Regions from separate parts of the Rattus norvegicus genome. Here region 1 is linked to region 2. Evidence: chromatin contacts called from public Hi-C data. All regions are on one chromosome and are shown on one strand. The core of a region is the stretch at or near the end of the contact, and the rest is flanking DNA. Distances in the headings are between cores, read along the strand shown. Region 1 has its middle 440 kb from the start of Kcnj2. Region 2 holds the start of Kcnj2 (potassium inwardly-rectifying channel, subfamily J, member 2).

Region 1 (5,218 bases), core at 1,457-3,956, 440 kb after region 2:
TAGGAGAGGTTGTGCCTAATCCTTTAGAAACTTTATGTACCAGGGAAAGGGGATGTCCAGGGGGAGCACCCTTTCAGAGGCAAAGGGGAAAAGGAGAATGGGTGAAGGACCCTGGGAGAGGGAACTGGGACAGAGGACAACATTTGGAATGCAAATAAATGGAATAATCAATTTTTTTAAAAAAAGAAACAACACAGTTGCCTGAAATAGAATATAAAGGCCCACTTCTCAACGTCTACAATATTAATGTGGGGTACCTGGGTTATTTATTAAAGCAATTGTTAGTCACTGGAAGAAAACCCATAAGTAAATTCTCATTTCTGAAACATAACTCCTACGAAAGGTGCAATACTGACAATAATAACTGGTAAACAGACTTGTAAATTTTGTGAATTTCTGCAATAGCTTGACCTCCTTTTTTTTATTATCAATATGTCTACTTTATACTGGAGATCTTTCCAGTGGGACTGATGTCTTAACTGCACTGTGTGGACTATGAGGTATTGGGCAAAATGGAGCAGTCTGACCATCTAGAAATTTCTGTTCGTATCACCTAGACAGGCATTTTTTTTATATTTTTTATCATTATTAACTTGAGTATTTCTTTTTTTTTTTTTTTTTTGGTTCTTTTTTTCGGAGCTGGGGACCGAACCCAGGGCCTTGCGCCTTGCGCTTCCTAGGTAAGCTGCTCTACCACTGAGCTAAATCCCCAGCCAACTTGAGTATTTCTTATTTACATTTCGATTGTTATTCCCTTTCCCGGTTTCCAGGGCAACATCCCCTAACCCCTCCCCATCCCCTTCTCTATGGGTGTTCCCCTCCCCATCCTCCCCCCCATTACCACCCTCCCCCAACAATCATGTTCACTGGGGGTTCAGTCTTGGCAGGACCAAGGGCTTCCCCTTCCACTGGTGCTCTTACTAGGATATTCATTGCTACCTATGAGGTCAGAGTCCAGGGTCAGTCCATGTATAGTCTTTAGGTAGTGGCTTAGTCCCTGGAAGCTCTGGTTGCTTGGCATTGTTGTACATATGGGGTCTCGAGCCCCTTCAAGCTCTTCCAGTCCTTTCTCTGATTCCTTCAACGGGGGTCCCGTTCTCAGTTCAGTGGTTTGCTGCTGGCATTTGTCTATTAGACAGGCTTTTTTTTTTTTTTTTGGTGTTTGTTTGTTTATAGAAATGTCCAGTCACTCAGCACATTGCGGTACAGAATGCTGACTTCATGGTTCTCAGGCTTAGACAGGCATTTTTAAAGCCTACTCCAAGTGAGTTTTCTCCAGCATTTAGCAACTGTTATACTAAAGTAGGCATTCTAGAATTTCCCACAGGGGGCACTAATTAAAAAAGAGTCCCCAAGTGGCCTTCAGACATCCAAGGATGGATCCTCATGTCACATCAGTCTTTCAATGCCTCTCCTTTCTTTTCCTAACCTATGGGCCTCCGATTAGACAGACTGCATGGGTTTTCCTGTTTTCTCAGGATCTGACACTGGAGAACCAAGTGTAACTTCACTTGATACTCCAGTGAAAGGGAGTGAGTGAGCGATGAGATGAACTTTGAACGTCCCTGATTCAGTGTTCCCTGGTACGTATTGAAATCACCATACACCTGCAACTTCACTCAGTTTTGCCTTTTATGGGTAGCCTGGAAAAGTTTATGGGTATTATCTTGTTAATGAACAAAATCATTGTAGGTCACTGTGGATAAATGAGTGAGGCTGTGAGCTTCCGTTCAACATGACTACTTTTGTTGTTCGGGTAAATTCAATGTTTTCCCAATATGAGCATATTATAATGCTTTCAAAATAAAAGTGAAGCAGGGCTACCGTGGATTTAGCCGGCAGAGTCACCTCCCACCCTTACAGGAATGACCACTCGCAGTTCGTTCGTCCACAGTTAAACTTGGTCTTTTCGTGTTTCATGTCCAATCTGACTGGACCAGTATCACTAGTTTCCTAGGAAACCTTGTAAACCAATCTTTACATAACTGCCTGTGCCCACTGTTGGAATCGAGCCACTTCTGGGGACAGGCACGGCAGCTGCTCCTGCCCCATAGCAACACTTCACACAACAGCGTGGGAGGACTGCAAAGAAGAAAAATATACTTAAATTAAACTGCCCTGGGGAGGGCGAGCGACCAGGGCAGAAGATACTAGTCTACAGGCTTGCTCTGAAGGAGAAAACGGTGAATTTTTAATGAACAGAGAGAAGCGGTCTTTGGTTTCATCTCCTGCTTCTAAAGCTCCGGTGCATATTTAAATGCTCGCCTGACAGGTCTTTCTTTTTAAACACACTACCAGGGAATTAATTATATTTTTTTAATTCGACGGCTTTTATTTCGCACCGGAGCGATGAAATAAACCGCTAGCCGCCAAGAATAAAAGTCACTGTGTTACGCTTCTGCATAATGTCTGTTTCTCCCCCAAATCGGTGACACTTCACTCAACCACTTGTCTAGCGTTGCCAAAACAGAGATGGCAATAAAAATACGCCAGGCTCTCTTCAACACAGAAAGAAGAAAAGCAGTATATTAATAGCAACCGTTCGTTGAACCACAATTCACAAAATACGGGTTAGAAATAAGAAGAGTAAAGTCAAACTTTCAGGTGAAAGGGAAACAGAACACGTGGAACTGAGAGCCGTGCAAGGTGTTGTCGTTCGTTTTGCATAAACGCTCCCACATAAAGGGACAAAAGGGAGACTGGTCTTCAATTGAGCTCTGCGCTCTCCACACCCAGGATACTGGCCACCACTTCCCTTTTGGGAGGGTACCCTTTCCCCCCAGCACAAAGGCGCCATCTGTTGGCCAAACCAACCAGAAGTGTTTTCATTTGTTTTGGGTGTTCTGGTCCATTTGAAAGAAGTCAATGCTTCTCTACTGGAACTCCTTCATGGGATGTGGATTCTAAGAGAATTTCATGTACAAATAATAAACTTTATTAAACAAACACTGGGGCAGGATCCATGATTTGTGGAGACCCAACAAAAGATAAACATTGAAATCTATACCCCTGAGAGCAGAAAGTGATGTCAAGATACTTGTGAATAAAACCTTTCCTTTCTCTTGGCAGTGACATCTCTCAAGTTGCCAGTGTCTTTTGTGCGCCTGACGTTATTCATTTGCTATACCTCTAGTTTTAATAAGTTACAATGTATAATTATCATGGCTTCTCTGACCTACTGCATTTTGCGATGTCAATTTACAAAACCAGAGAACATCTCCCTAGTGACTCTAAGTCCCTGAATTTCCTCCTTTAATCGACTGATTATGTAAAAGTTAACTAAAAAATTAAGTATTTTTTGTTCTTTAAAAAAAATTTAAGTAAAAGAAAAGAAGGAAAAGAATCTGAAATGTGAATAGAGTTTCCATCTCTGTGGTTGATTCCAGAATTACTGGTTATCTGACACAGGAAAGAAAGCAATACACCTAAGGAAACCTGGGATATGAAGGTTGGTCCTCTGTGTTTTCCAGAATGACATTTTTTTCCCTCACTAGTTAACAACTTCTGGCTTTAATGGAAATTTGGACTTTAATAATGTTGGAATATCCACCAGACCCTCTACGTTTTGTACATACTGAAGCCTTCCCAACCTCAAAGACCTAGCTGGGTGCTACATCCAGTGTCCTAGCCCTAAACTGGATGGACAGCGCTAATTGAACTTCCCACCACCTAAGCTATTTTCTACATTGCCTCTTAGCAATGCAAGGTAAGTCCCTATGGCCAAAGACACCATGTACTTTGTACATAGGACCCAGAGGATCTGATCTGGATCTGATTTTTCAGTCTCTTCCCTCGGGCTAGCCTTCGTAATACTAGAAGTTTTCATGCAAGCTTTCAAGGGAAGAAAACAACCAACCCGTCTATCCAGATATTATGCCTATAAACTACAATGACCAGCGATGTTCTATAACCCTACGAGTGCAATAGTAGTATATATTTCTTGGGGATAACCAACAGCTTTTTAACGAGACTTAAAGCCCGCTCAACGAGAAAGAAATTGTGCTTGGTTCTGGAAACCAGGTTCTCCTGGCTAGTGAGGTCATGGGTCTCGGAAAGAAACTGCAACTATCACTTTACTAAATGAGGGTAATTTCTAACTGCATTCCAAATACTTGTCTGTATGACCACAGGTAAGTGCAGGCCTCACCTCTTATCGAAGGAACTTTCCTTTGCAAAAGAAAGAGATCGTTACGGAAAATCACAACTTCTTAAAATGCAGAGGATGAGGACTGATCCCGAGGTGCCTGGCTCAATCCGACTGATCCATCTAAAATACAACTCCCTCGCCAGTGGCTTAGGGATTGAAGCAGAAGATGGGGGCAGATGGTGAGAGTCAGGAAACCAAGGAAGTTTGCTGTCATGTCGTGTCCTAAAAGGGTCAGAGGGGCTGACCATGAAGTCTCATGGATATTGCTGCCCAAATAGGACCCAAACAAGGACACCAGCAATATATATGCTAACACAGAAGGAGAATCTCATAAGCTCCAACCCTAGACACTGAACTGCAGGCAACCAAGAAATGCTGAGAACAGGACAAACATTCCTCTTCAGCTCTCCGGGTAAGGATTCTGCAGAACTCCCCAATCAATTATCCCATACAATCATTCCTGAAATCATATATAAACACCATTAAAATAAATAGCCATATTTTTTATTATCTTTAATCTTTTTGTTACAGCCCAGTCATTACACCCCTCCTGTTCTGCCCTCCCACAGTTCCTCATCCCATTCCTCCTCCCCATCTCCAAAAGGATGACCCCATCCCCCCAAACACCTGACACCCCACCAGGCCTCCCCATTCCCTGAGGCCTGTCCTCTCTCAGCGGTTAGGTGCATCTTCTCTCATTGAGGCCAGATCAGGCCATCCTCTGCTGTCTATGTGCCTGGGCTTCGGACCAGCTAGTGTATGCTGCCTGGTTGGTGCCTTGGTACATGAGAGATCTTGATGGCCCATGTTGTTGAGACTGCTGGTCTTCCTGTGGGGCCACAGTCCTCCTCAACTTCTTCCAGCCTTTCCCTAATTCAACCACAGAGGTCCCCGGCTTCAGGCCATTGGTTGGATGTAAGTATCTATTTTTGTCTCAGCCCCTCCTCTGTAACATTTCACTTAACTTCTAAAATGTGAGTTAAATGATTGAGTATTTAAGTGTCCATACGCAAGCTACACAGCTCTCTTGTGATTGGACACTGTATTTGTCTGGTAACCAGGGTTCAATGT
Region 2 (5,443 bases), core at 2,730-5,229:
GTTAAAAAAAAAAAACAAAACAAACAAACAAACAAAAAACAAAAAAACAAAAACAAAGCAAAAAAATAATTTCTATTTCTCTGTTTCATTTCATCAGGGAATTGACTTTTGTGGAGACACACTTACACACTTACACAGTTGGCTGTGTGCCACGTGATCGGAATAGCGAGATAAAATGAGACAATAATGTGTTTTGTAAGTCCACCTACCAATGGGGTGGGCGTAAACAAGTATATGGAAAGTATTTGCAGTAGCATAAATGGAGCAAAGCGAACTACATGGGAGGTAGGTTCGGAGTGTGAGCGAGACAGCCAGAGAGCCATTACAGTTCTGACAAAATATTCTTCAACCAACCGGGTTTCAGTCCTATAAAAAAGCCAGGGCAGAAGATACTATGTTTCCAGGTAGGGTTTCAGTCCTATAAAAAAGCCAGGGCAGAAGATACTATGTTTCCAGGTATGCGAGACGCAGAGAAGCATCTTCACAGACCATACTTATGAAGGAAGTTCACTCTTTCAGTGCCTCTGAGTAGATAGAGGATGTGAAACTCCAAAGTCATACTTACGCCCGCCATTCATTAAAACACAGAGTCAGAGGTCATGGGTACATGGGCATGGGGACATTAACATAGTCAGGTGACAAGTTTGTCTTTCATATGTCCCTAGCATCCTCATTGCCAATGAATGTGACAAAATATTTCTTGTGGGCTTTCCCCCTCCCACCCCCAGCATTGGATCATTTCAGTGTTTTGTTTAATTGTTTGGCATCTAAGGCAAAAAAAAAAAAAAAAGAACTCTGAAGGGGAAAAGAAATATTGTTTCTTTGACTAGGTGCTGAGTAGGTATTTTAAAAGTCTATCCATAAAGATCATTATAAAGAATAGAGCTATCATCATAATGGTAAGTAATAATGATTAAATGATTAATTTTCAAAGACAAAGGGGATTTCCAATAAAGAGTCGATTTGACCTTTTGAAGTGCCACTTTAGGTGGCTTTGTTCTATTGCAACTCAAACGAATAGTCTATCACTTATATTTAATTTATCATTATTATTGCAAGTTAGTGGTTCTTAACGTGGAGTATGTGAAACTGCTAGAGGTTGGTGTGTGTGTGTGTGTGTGTGTGTGTGTGTGTGTGTGTGTCTGGACTATGAGTTTGAAAATATACGGGCAGTGGATGTCTGAATGTGTTTCTCCTCCTTCAGGCAAGTGTGAAGGGAAGATTTCTGCTTCCAGTGAGACAGGTGCTCTCTCCGTCACATGGCCATGCACAGTCAGCCTTCTCTCTCATCCAGAGTCTGACTAATATTGGAGCTAATATTATAGATGGTTGCCGTGGAGGGAGTCAGTAAGAGCGCAATTGTGGTTTCCTTGGAAAAATTTAATCCACAGATGGATCCCAACAGCCAACTGTCACAGTGTCCAAAACTAATGGCTCTCTACCTTCTATCCCTGTGTGTGTGCGTGTGTGTGTGTGTGTGTGTGTGTGTGTGTGTGTGTGTGTGTGTGTGCATGTGCTCACGTGCTCACGTGCTAAATAAAGCCTAAGTCAGCCAAAAAAAGGTAGACCGACTAGAGCAATCTGTATCACTCACTGCTCCAAAGAGAGCATATTTATCCCAACCCTGATACTTTGGCACGGTAGAGATTTCCTAATAGGGATGGGGTAAAAAGCCATTTATTAATTAAAAGGTGCAGTTACAGGGAAGCTATGCAAATCTAACAAATGCTGAACACGTTTTAGTCAAAATTAAATCCTTGGTGTTTGGTAAACTAAACAATGAAGGGAAAGCCTCTTCTTAGCCTGGGAAGCTGCTCGTAAAAATCTAATTTCTGTGAACTTTCTCCATCTAGATACCTGCCCTGTGGCCTGTCATTTACTCAGTCCCTGGGAGAGGACTGAGAGTAAAGTCTATGATTGGCAGAAAGACTAGAGTCATTATTTTATCTGCCTCTACAGCAAAATGTACACAGCCAAACAAAGGCGAAGAGTATTGCACTCGTTTCTTTAATGACCCTTCCCGTTCTATGAAACTGTCTTGGCTTGGAGCTTACTGGTTTTCCTGAGAGTGGACTGTTAAAATAAAACAACGGTGAACTAGAAAACACTTCCCTTTTCTGGGTAGCTGGGCTATTTCAAACAGAGAGCCTTACCTATGGGGGAAAGGGGGTGGGGGTGTTCCTACAGTTTGGAAAATTCTTCACCATCCACTTATGAAGTGAGCCCCAACCCAGAAGAAAGACAAGGGGAAAAAAATTAAAACATAAATGAGCTGTTAACTCCTTCTCTATGCCTTGGCTAATGAAGGGTTAATTTTTCTGTCGCCGGATTCTTTTCGCTTCAGGCTACAGCCTGGGTTCTAAGCTATTTATAAATAATATATGGCTTAATATATGATAAGGAAGACCTCCCCTGCGGGGAGACAATATCCCATTATAAGAGGTTTTAAAAGGCGACCCTCAGTATCAGGGCTTGACATAGTCAGCCTCAGCAAATGAAACACCATTTGTATATTAAAACAGTCCTAGGGCTTGCATGACCTACTGTAGAGCCCCTTAAGTGACTTGCTCATGCTGGAGGGGGGGGGCAGGGGCGGGGGAAGGCTTCTTAAGGCAAAAGCGAAAATCTATGCACATTTCACCAGCACCTCCTAGGGGCCAAGTGCGGATGTGGGACGAGGAGGCGGGCATCCACGCAGTAACTCAGAAAGGTTCCTTTCAACTCTGCTACACAGAAAAGCGCGCCCTGCTCCTACCACCTAGAATGCGAAATACTTTGTAGAAGTTGTTTGGTGACTCAAGGAGGTCTTCAGGGGTTTAAGTTAAAGGTAGGCAGGATGCTTTGGGGGCGCTTGAAGCATAATCATTAAACCGGACTGCAAACTTCGTGGAAGATAAAACAAGAAAAGACTCCTAAACGTATCACGTTCTTTTAAAAGCAAAGCTTCGCTATGATCCCAATGTACTCAGAGATAATATACACCCGCTTTACACACAGTCACTCGGGAATTCATTTATAAACTGTCAGGATGCAGGTGCTAACCGAGGCTGGCTTTTGAAGGTCTGCAGTACTCTTGCCTGGTTGCTGGGAAGGAGGACTGGGAGGCGCTGGGGCGAAGGCAGAGCTGAGAGTCTGTAGGAGTTGCTGTTCCGGAGAATTCATTACCCTCTAATTGTTCTGGTTTAACGTGAGCAGAGCGTGCCGGGCGGTGGTGGAGAGAAAGATTGAGGGCGGACAAGGCGAGAGAGGAACCAGCGGCTCCCTCCCTTCCCCCACATATCCCGGAGAAGTCCAGGAGCTTTTTTGTTTGTAAGTGATTCACCGCCATTCGCGAGGAGAAACAGCTCAGTCAGACAAGCAATCGCTAGCACATCTAAATCTCGCCGGCTATTGAGTGCGGGTCCGGGGGAGCCTTTCCAGGTTTAATATAAAGATTATCCGCGAACTGCAGCTGAATGCTCTGTGGGTTTCGACAGCCTACAGGCTGGAGAAGGGATAGAGGGAGACGCACCCCAGTGATCATTCATTCCGTCCCTGCTGCAGACGTCTTTCCCAGGCACTGCCACCTCTCCCGGGCCCTTACTTGAACACGTACAGCCGGCCTCCGCCTTGGAAAGAAACCGGGAAGTGTGGGTCTCAGAGAACCCAGTGGGAAGCTTTGCCCAAGGCCAGGCTGCAATTAGGCAGCTGCATGGCGGCTGAGCTTCCCACCTGTTGCTGTCCCCTCTGGGCCGCGACTTCCTCCTCCTTGGCCCAGAGCTGGACTCTCAGACCAGGCTAGGCAGCTGGAGGAGGTAGAGGAAGCCACCGCAGGTTCCGAGGCTGGCAGAGCCACGGGCCGCGGGTGTAAAGATCCTCCTCCTCCTGGTGGCGGTTCCCCGGGTTGGCAGCGCAGTCAGGTGCGCTCCGATTGGTCAGCAGTGGGCAGGGGGCGGAGCCAGCAAGGCTGGTTATCACAGGGACCGCCTCAAAAGCTTCCAGGCTATCGCAGAGCGCACTGGAGCCCTGGCCAGCGCGCAGCCTTCCCGGCGCCGGCAAGCAGGGTCTTGGGAATTCTCACTTGCTTCGGCTCACTCTCTTTCACAAAAACCACTGGATCTTACATGCTTCTGTAACCCCCACTTCCACTCCATGTCCCCATGATCCTGTGCCAGCAACAGGTAAGGGCTTCTGTGTTTTCTTCCTGTTCTCTCGGTTGTCTGTGTGTGTGTGTGTCCAGGGCAATGAACTTGCGCCACCGTCACAGCTCCGGCAGCTCCGGAGGTGTCCAGTTGTCAGACCGCTGTATTGCTTTCCTCTCGCAAGCTTTGGAGCCCCGGCTCGTTGCCTATATAGTTTGTGTGCGCACCAGAACATCCTCCGAGCTAAAAATACTGAGACACGCTTGGAAGAGTTGAGCAATAGAAACAGATTTCTCTGCAGCATCTGTTTGTGCTCATAACTTCCAATGCACCAGCTGTAGCTAGATATTGGGTTTAGAGTCAAGCGTGAGCCTGGCGTGGATTCTTCCTCTTATTGCGGTCGAGAGGGAGGAAGAGAAGGTGGCTAGAGATTGGTCTGACCGAGAGACTCAGCACTTAATCTAGATCCTTAGTGTTTGGGGAGGGGGTTTCCTTGCTACAAATACAGCACAAAATTCGAGAGTGAGCATCTCAAGTCTCAAAGTTCCTTTGCTGAAGGGGGGAAAAAAAGAGTAGCAGCCGGAGTTGGATTTTAGCCTCAAGACCGCAAAACTTTCCCATCCTGTCAGTCTCCCCTAAGTACTTTGCTGTTCTTAGTAATAATGGTGTAAATCCCTCATTTGAAGACGATGTGGTTTTAGGGAAGCAATGATCGAAGCAACTTGATTCTAGGAGGAAAAAAAGACTGCTTCGTAACGTGTACTCCTATGACAGTTGAGGGAGAAACCAAGATAGGAAATGGGTTGTCGCATGTCTGTCTGGTTCAGTCAGTCAGTGGAGACTTGGATGAGGCTGTCTATTCCAAAGATCTTCACAGACTCCGAAGATACCTGGCATGAAATAAAGGCGTTGCTTGAAAACCTGTTTTGGTTAAACATAGAAGAGAATTAATATCTCCTTTTATTATTTGTTGTCCCTTCCTATTAATAATTAATAGACACTCATATTCCCTTTTGCAAACCAGCTCTGTACATGCACTGTGAGCTATCACCACATTTGTCTGCCTTGTCTTGCTCACATCCAGGGCTTTTATTTTTATTTTCACTGCACACGCACGTATACACACACACACACACACACACACACACACACACACACACACACACTTCCTGATGCCCAGGAGAGATAGGTTACTTCAAGTATGGGGGAACAGTGACAGTTGGGGTCAAGGTCATCTCAATTTGTTTTGTGCCTCTCACTCCACATTGTGGTATTCCATATATATTATATATATATATATAGTATATATTATTGATATCTGT

The links. A called contact is a pair of places that touch in the nucleus more often than the background predicts.
Region 1: a Hi-C map of Schwann cells shows a contact between it and region 2, with 8 times the contacts expected there. The contact joins the enhancer-like site here to the promoter of Kcnj2 in region 2. A contact is called at or near these places in 3 of 12 Hi-C or Micro-C datasets (Schwann cells, frontal cortex and mammary epithelial cells).

The regions. Positions count from the first base shown.
Region 1 is chr10:96,994,040-96,999,257 of GRCr8, forward strand. No RefSeq gene overlaps it. Among named protein-coding and RNA genes, the nearest start is that of Kcnj2, 440 kb to the left of the region's middle. Within about 2 kb of position 2,707, at least 32 of the 93 cell types and tissues checked have an H3K27ac peak or open chromatin away from gene starts, as enhancers often do.
Region 2 is chr10:96,556,246-96,561,688 of GRCr8, forward strand. Kcnj2 (potassium inwardly-rectifying channel, subfamily J, member 2) reads left to right here and starts at 3,980. Exons shown (of 2, transcript NM_017296.2): 1 at 3,980-4,160. It overlaps LOC120095206 (a long non-coding RNA gene), which reads right to left and starts at 3,942. Exons shown (of 2, transcript XR_005490516.2): 1 at 3,712-3,942; 2 at 1-3,608.